Linked DNA regions of Sus scrofa: region 1 is linked to region 2. The links are chromatin contacts, called in public Hi-C maps. All regions are on one chromosome and are shown on one strand. The core of a region is the stretch at or near the end of the contact, and the rest is flanking DNA. Distances in the headings are between cores, read along the strand shown.

Evidence for each region. Hi-C and Micro-C count contacts between places; a contact is called where the count stands out from the background.
Region 1: a Hi-C map of brain shows a contact between it and region 2, with 5 times the contacts expected there. The contact joins two enhancer-like sites. A contact is called at or near these places in 2 of 47 Hi-C or Micro-C datasets (brain and liver).

Annotation. Positions count from the first base shown.
Region 1 is chr10:30,083,958-30,086,819 of Sscrofa11.1, reverse strand. The region is part of intron 17 of NTRK2 (BDNF/NT-3 growth factors receptor); the gene reads left to right. Among named protein-coding and RNA genes, the nearest start is that of NTRK2, 340 kb to the left of the region's middle. Within about 2 kb of position 1,584, at least 4 of the 83 cell types and tissues checked have an H3K27ac peak or open chromatin away from gene starts, as enhancers often do. A contact at or near this core is called in brain, where this site is marked.
Region 2 is chr10:29,830,787-29,833,715 of Sscrofa11.1, reverse strand. No RefSeq gene overlaps it. Among named protein-coding and RNA genes, the nearest start is that of AGTPBP1, 390 kb to the right of the region's middle. Within about 2 kb of position 1,510, at least 14 of the 83 cell types and tissues checked have an H3K27ac peak or open chromatin away from gene starts, as enhancers often do. A contact at or near this core is called in brain, where this site is marked.

The sequences.
Region 1 (2,862 bases), core at 335-2,834, 250 kb before region 2:
ACCCACATCCTCATGGATACTAGTTGTCAACCCCTTTCTTTACATTCTGGGTTTTTCATTCCCAAACGTTATGTACCTCAAAACCCTTTCAGATGAGAAGCAAAATTGGCTTGCTAACAAGCATAGTATTCCCATTATTAACCAAGTCAGCTGCTTCTGGTTACAAGAACCCAGTGTCATGAGTAATTTCTGTGCATTCAGTACCACCTGTGTGGTCTGCATGTCATCTGGGCAAAGCCGAACCAACCTCCTTGGGCCTCTGTGTGTGGGCCTCGATTGTGAAATGAGGGAGATGAGTCAGATGACTTCTATCGTCTTCCTAGCCCTAGCATTCTAAGCTCAAGTCACTTCCACTGAATTGAATATTTTCTGCACAGAGAAGACTTGAGATCAAGTCTTCGAGAACTTACAAGTCTGATGAAAATAAATATAAACAAAGCTGCACTTAGGTTCTTGCACAGGAGGTAAATTTTTGGTGAGCGCTCTTTTTTTTTTTTCAATGTGTTTCTTTGTTTTCTTCTCATAGATCAACTCCCATGAATCATTCAGGATTTTCTTCTGGATGCATTCATCTCCTGGCCTTACAGATAAGAGGATTGATTAGGTGGTATTTTCTTCTACCTTTTCTCTCTTGGAGGAATATCCCTCTAGTGGTCAAAAAAGTTTCTTTATTTATTAGCCTTATGCAGACTTGCATGGCTTCTTTGTCTTGGGTTGGATGTATGCAAGGAAATGCATAAAATGGACAGAGGAATGCGAAGTTATGGAAAACCTGACATTTCTCTTCATACCAGCCATATCTGCTATCGTGTTGTAGATTAGCATGATCTGTGGATAGCCAGGGCTTCTCCCCAAGAGGATTATCTCAGAGAGGCCCAGGAACCAACATAGCCACAGACATGAGATGGTTTTCAGGAAATGGTACACCCCAAGGTACATGCCTTGTGCGCTGTTCAAATAAGTTAAACATTGTCAACAGGTGTCAAGGTAATTCTTCAAGACCTCAGTTCTTATAGATGGCATTTCTGAGCTGCAGAAGATGCAAGGTCTTGCCCAACCTGAAGCCAGATTTTCTTTACCTCTTTAAGGCATAAAACAAGGCAGATTCCAATCTCATCACTCTTCACATCTCACTTATGAGACAACCATCCTTTATCCCTTCAGCTTGAAGACCTAGCAGGATGAAGAATGTGATGTGTTTGGTAGGAGGTCTCTAGTTGGGAAGGATGACTTTTCCATCTATAAACCCAGCTCAGTTTCTCAAATGAGGAGAAGACCAGTTTCTCTTCCCTTGGTTCCCTCCTCCTGGAGGTTGGCTAAGAGCTTTTGAGTGGAGGACGTGGCGCCTCCCCTTTCCATGTCCCTGCCGGCTTCATCCTCCCCTAAGCAAGTTCAAGGAACTCGCTGGCAGGTTGGGGTTAAAAACACATCCCCTGGGTGGGGCACATTTCCAAGAAAGAAAGCTTTACCAAAGGAAAGAAGTGTGGGAAAGCAACATCCACTGGAATGAGATCAGGATGTTCTGAGCCCCAGCCCGGTGCTGCCTGCCTCTCCCACCCGGGGCTGCAGCTTGGCGGTGCCAGAGGCACTCATTGCCCTAGGCAGCTCTGGGGACACCTTGGAAGATGGCACCCACCCCAAGGGGGATACGCACAGCGGCAGCAGGCAAAGAAAGGCCACCCAGGGGAAGCTCTCAGAGGAAGGAAGGTTCCCTTAAGGAACGGTCAGCAAGACATTCTTAGCCCAGGACTCATGAGAAGGGGAGCTTTTTTCTCTTTCCCAAAATGCAAATAGCCTCTGTCCTTGGAATAAGGAAGATGGGTTGCTAGGCAATGACTTCTCAACAAGCTCTCCCCCTGCCCGTGTTTCCTGACCCCGAGAACAATGGAGACTTTTCAGCGAGTGGAACCAACTGAAAATGGAACCAGAGATGAAGGAAGGCCTGGCTCACAGAGTATGGGAAGAAAAATGTAATAGGAATAAGCTGAGCTCTAGAAAGCCCAAAAGAGATTTCGTTTCTTACCATCACCCTGGCGTTGTCATCACAAGCCAACTACTATAAGCAATGCAGCAGCCACTGTCCTGTGTGATCCCATTCGTGGTGACTCAGGCGACTCTGAGGAGTTATTACCAGTTAATTGGGAGTTCTTGGGTCTCAGCCTCTTTATCAGTGAAATAATGGTGTATTTATTATTTATTGTTTTTGTTTTGTCTTTTTAGGGCCGCACCCACAGCATATGGAGGTTCCCAGACGAGGGGTCCAATTGGAGCTGCAGTTGCCAGCCTCCACCACAGCCCAGCAATCAGGATCCGAATCGAGTCTGCAATCTACACCACAGCTCACAGCAACGCCGGATCCTTAACCCACTGAGTGAGGCCAGCAATGGAACCAAGTCTTCATGGCTACGAATTGGGTCTGTTACCACTGAGCCATGATGAGAACTCCCTGAAACAATGTTTGGAATTATATATATATATATATTTTTAAAACAATCTTTTTAGCAATTCCCATGTTTTGTTGGATCCTGTCAGAGCTCAGATAAGAAATAGGTAACAAACTGAAATTGAGTAATAGAAACATTCGAATAAAAGGACGATTTATGTGGGTAGATTTATGTGGATAGGCTTGAGGGACATCACAAGTGTACGACCCTATTGCCTTTTGGTCTGAAATGACAGGAGGAAGGAGTAGTTACCTGAATCCAGGAAGGATAGCTACCTGGAGAGGGCCACCTGGCTGGAGCTGTGACTTTTGGTAGAAGGGTGTAGCCAGCCTGTAATGCCTCCACATGCAATATCCTGCCCTCTGAACCCACGGGAAGCCTGAGGTCAAGGGGACTGAACCCAAGTGCATGAATCAGC
Region 2 (2,929 bases), core at 261-2,760:
ATGCATAGCCTAAGAACTGGAAAGGAGACTCCCCATATCCCTCTGTCACATGTTCCTTCTGTGGTTACCCCGACAGTCAACCAGCCCATCGTTAAGTTAGATATTCAGATTTTTAGTCAGTCAGTCAGACCATGAAATGTATATCACCTTCCTAACCAACTATTTTGACCTCCACTCATCTCATCACTTGGGCTAATTAGCTAACCCTTACATGTGGATTTCCATAAGGATATTTGAAGTTCTAAGTATTTATCATTGAAGGACTCTTAGTCTACTTCAAATGTTGACTAATCATGCCCTCATCACAGATCAGATTTCACTTATACACGTATCACAGAGTTTATACTCTAAATTATTTCATAAGGAAATTACTATGGAGACAATATACATCAATAGACGACTAGTTAAATAATTTATAATAGACGGAAAAACAAAATGCTGTGCTGCTGTAAGAAAGAATGAGGGTACAGACACGAGCAACTATGGAAACATGGGATATTCTTTAGGTTATGCTTACGTTCTTTTTCTTGAGTGAAAAAAAAAAGGGTTTTTACGTTATGTGAATGTATCAGCACCTCTGGAAAAATACACAAATGTTTATATGGATTACATGAGGGACTAAAATAACACAAGGGTACTGAGATGGGAGAGACACATTTCAGTATTTACCTTTGGGACCATTTCAAAATAAGTTCAATATAAAAGATGAAACATAAAGAGTTTTCGAATAAGCCGTAGAACACTTTTTTGTTATCGGAGAGGTTCAGGGACTATTCATATAGTCATTCATTCTGTTAATGAAGGCTGAGGCCCCCGACACCCCAATGGTCAGTGATGCTTCTGCTCTTCTTTGTAAAACTGTCCTCAGCCTGGTGCTGCTCTTCTCCCTCTGTGACTGCACAGACTTTGACTTTGCAATGGTCACACGTTCCCACCTCTTGGATCCCCAGCCTCAGGCCACAAAGGCCTTCTGGTCCTTGGGATTGGGCACCTCTGGGTCAGCTCATCGGCACAGTCCGCTGCCTCACCCACATCCCGAAGAAAGTACACAAGAAGTTGATAAAGAATGGCATGCAATCCTATCCTCCTCAAGTAAAGGCGAATTCCTTCAGGGCCCAGAGGAAATATTCACAGCAAAGGCCAAAAACAACACGCAGGGCTGTTTTTTTCAAAAACGCTTCACAATTCACAGCGATTTTTGTTGATGTCATTGCCCTTAAATTAATGTCAAGGGAAAACTGGTGAACCTTTGTCCTCCAGGAAGTTTTCCTTCATCATCCCTCCTCCCACCCTTCTCCCTCCAACTTCTTTCATCCCCTCCCAATCAAAACACCACTAGCAACACCCCCTGCTAATCCCTATTTTGCTGTCAGGCTTAAATGGGTCAGAGCTTCAATCACTGGGGAAACAGGAGGCAGTTTGTTTGGTTTAGATGTGGGAATGTACAAACCCAGCTTAAAGGCTGGTTTTCATATGCTAATACCTTATAGGGAAGCACTCCTGCTGGGCTGGAGGCCACTAGCTGCAGCTGATAGCCCCAGTTTACAAGAGGGCATTGGCTAGGGGAGGACAAGCAGTCTCTCTTGACTTCTAAAGAAAACAGAGGTGGCAAACTGGCAGCTCACAGGCTTTACAGGCACATAGACAGCTTTGTGGGATGCCCACGCTATTTTCCAAAAATTTTAATTAGAAACTGATCTCTAAAACATTTGGAGATTCCACAGAATTCAGTATCTAATATCTCGTTGTTAGATCACAGCTGGCGATCCAAGACCTGAATCCCCCAGCACAATGCTTACACCAGCTGAGCTGCGACTGCCTCTTTAGACAAGGCGCACTCTCCCCCACAACAAGGGTCCAAGTACCTCCCTCTTCTGGTGACATCTATTGTTGAGTGACACACCGACCCCAAAAGTTGGTGGTTTATCATACGTGCTTTATTTTGCACATGATGTTATGGAGTCCCAACTATACTGCTCACAGGTCAATATAGGAGTTGTTGGGGCAGGGAATAGTGACTTTATTTTGAAAGCCAGCAACCAGAGAAGATGATGAGCCAGTGTCCCAAATAACTGTCTTACCCAAGTCAGAATTCAGGCTTCTTTTTATACTGAAAGGGGAGGAGGTATGATTGGTTGTTGCAAACTTCTTGGCATCAAAATCCTTTGTTCTTGCAGCTGTCCATGTAGGTCAGGTCACCAAAGATCCTGTAAACCTCCAACAAGACAAACAGTTGCTTTTTGTTTTGAAACTATGTATCTCTATATGAATGGAAAATTGTTGTACTTGTAAAGGTCAGAACCCTGAGAATGAGCTCTCCTGTATTTTAGACTATAGGCAACATTGTAAATGTGTAGCAAAAAGGTTAAAGTAAAAGAGAGAGATCTAATATGGAGTCAGGTCTGTTCTTCCCTATTGCAATGATTTTGTAGCATTGCAGGCAGCAGTTGGAATGCCGGCGCCAGCTTGCATGCATGCAGTGGGCTGCTTCTCTTTCCTTTCCCATCTTGGGTAGCTGGGAATAGGTAAGAAAAGGATCAAAGAGGAAGGAAGAGATATGAGAGAGAGGAAGTGAGTGAGGGGGATAGTTAAAGTATTTGTAGTTTCAGAAAAGTAAGATTCTGGGCAGAAGTTTGGGGGAGTATGCCCCAAATCCAACCAGGAATGGCCCCAGACCATCACGTCTATGTTTTAAATAGGCCTAGGCGTCACTGGTCTGTTCTCCGGTTTGAGACTTTTTTCAAGTCCCTCTGAGCTCCTCTCTTTCCAGCTAATTCTCTTCCTTTTTTCCTGTCATTCTGTTTCTTGTCATGAGTAGGAAGGTTATTCTGTTCCCATAATACAATGAGTGGAGAAGGACTGAGAATTAATATTTACTAAGACCCTACTATGTACATCAGGCACAGCATCACATTCATTACAAGTCCCA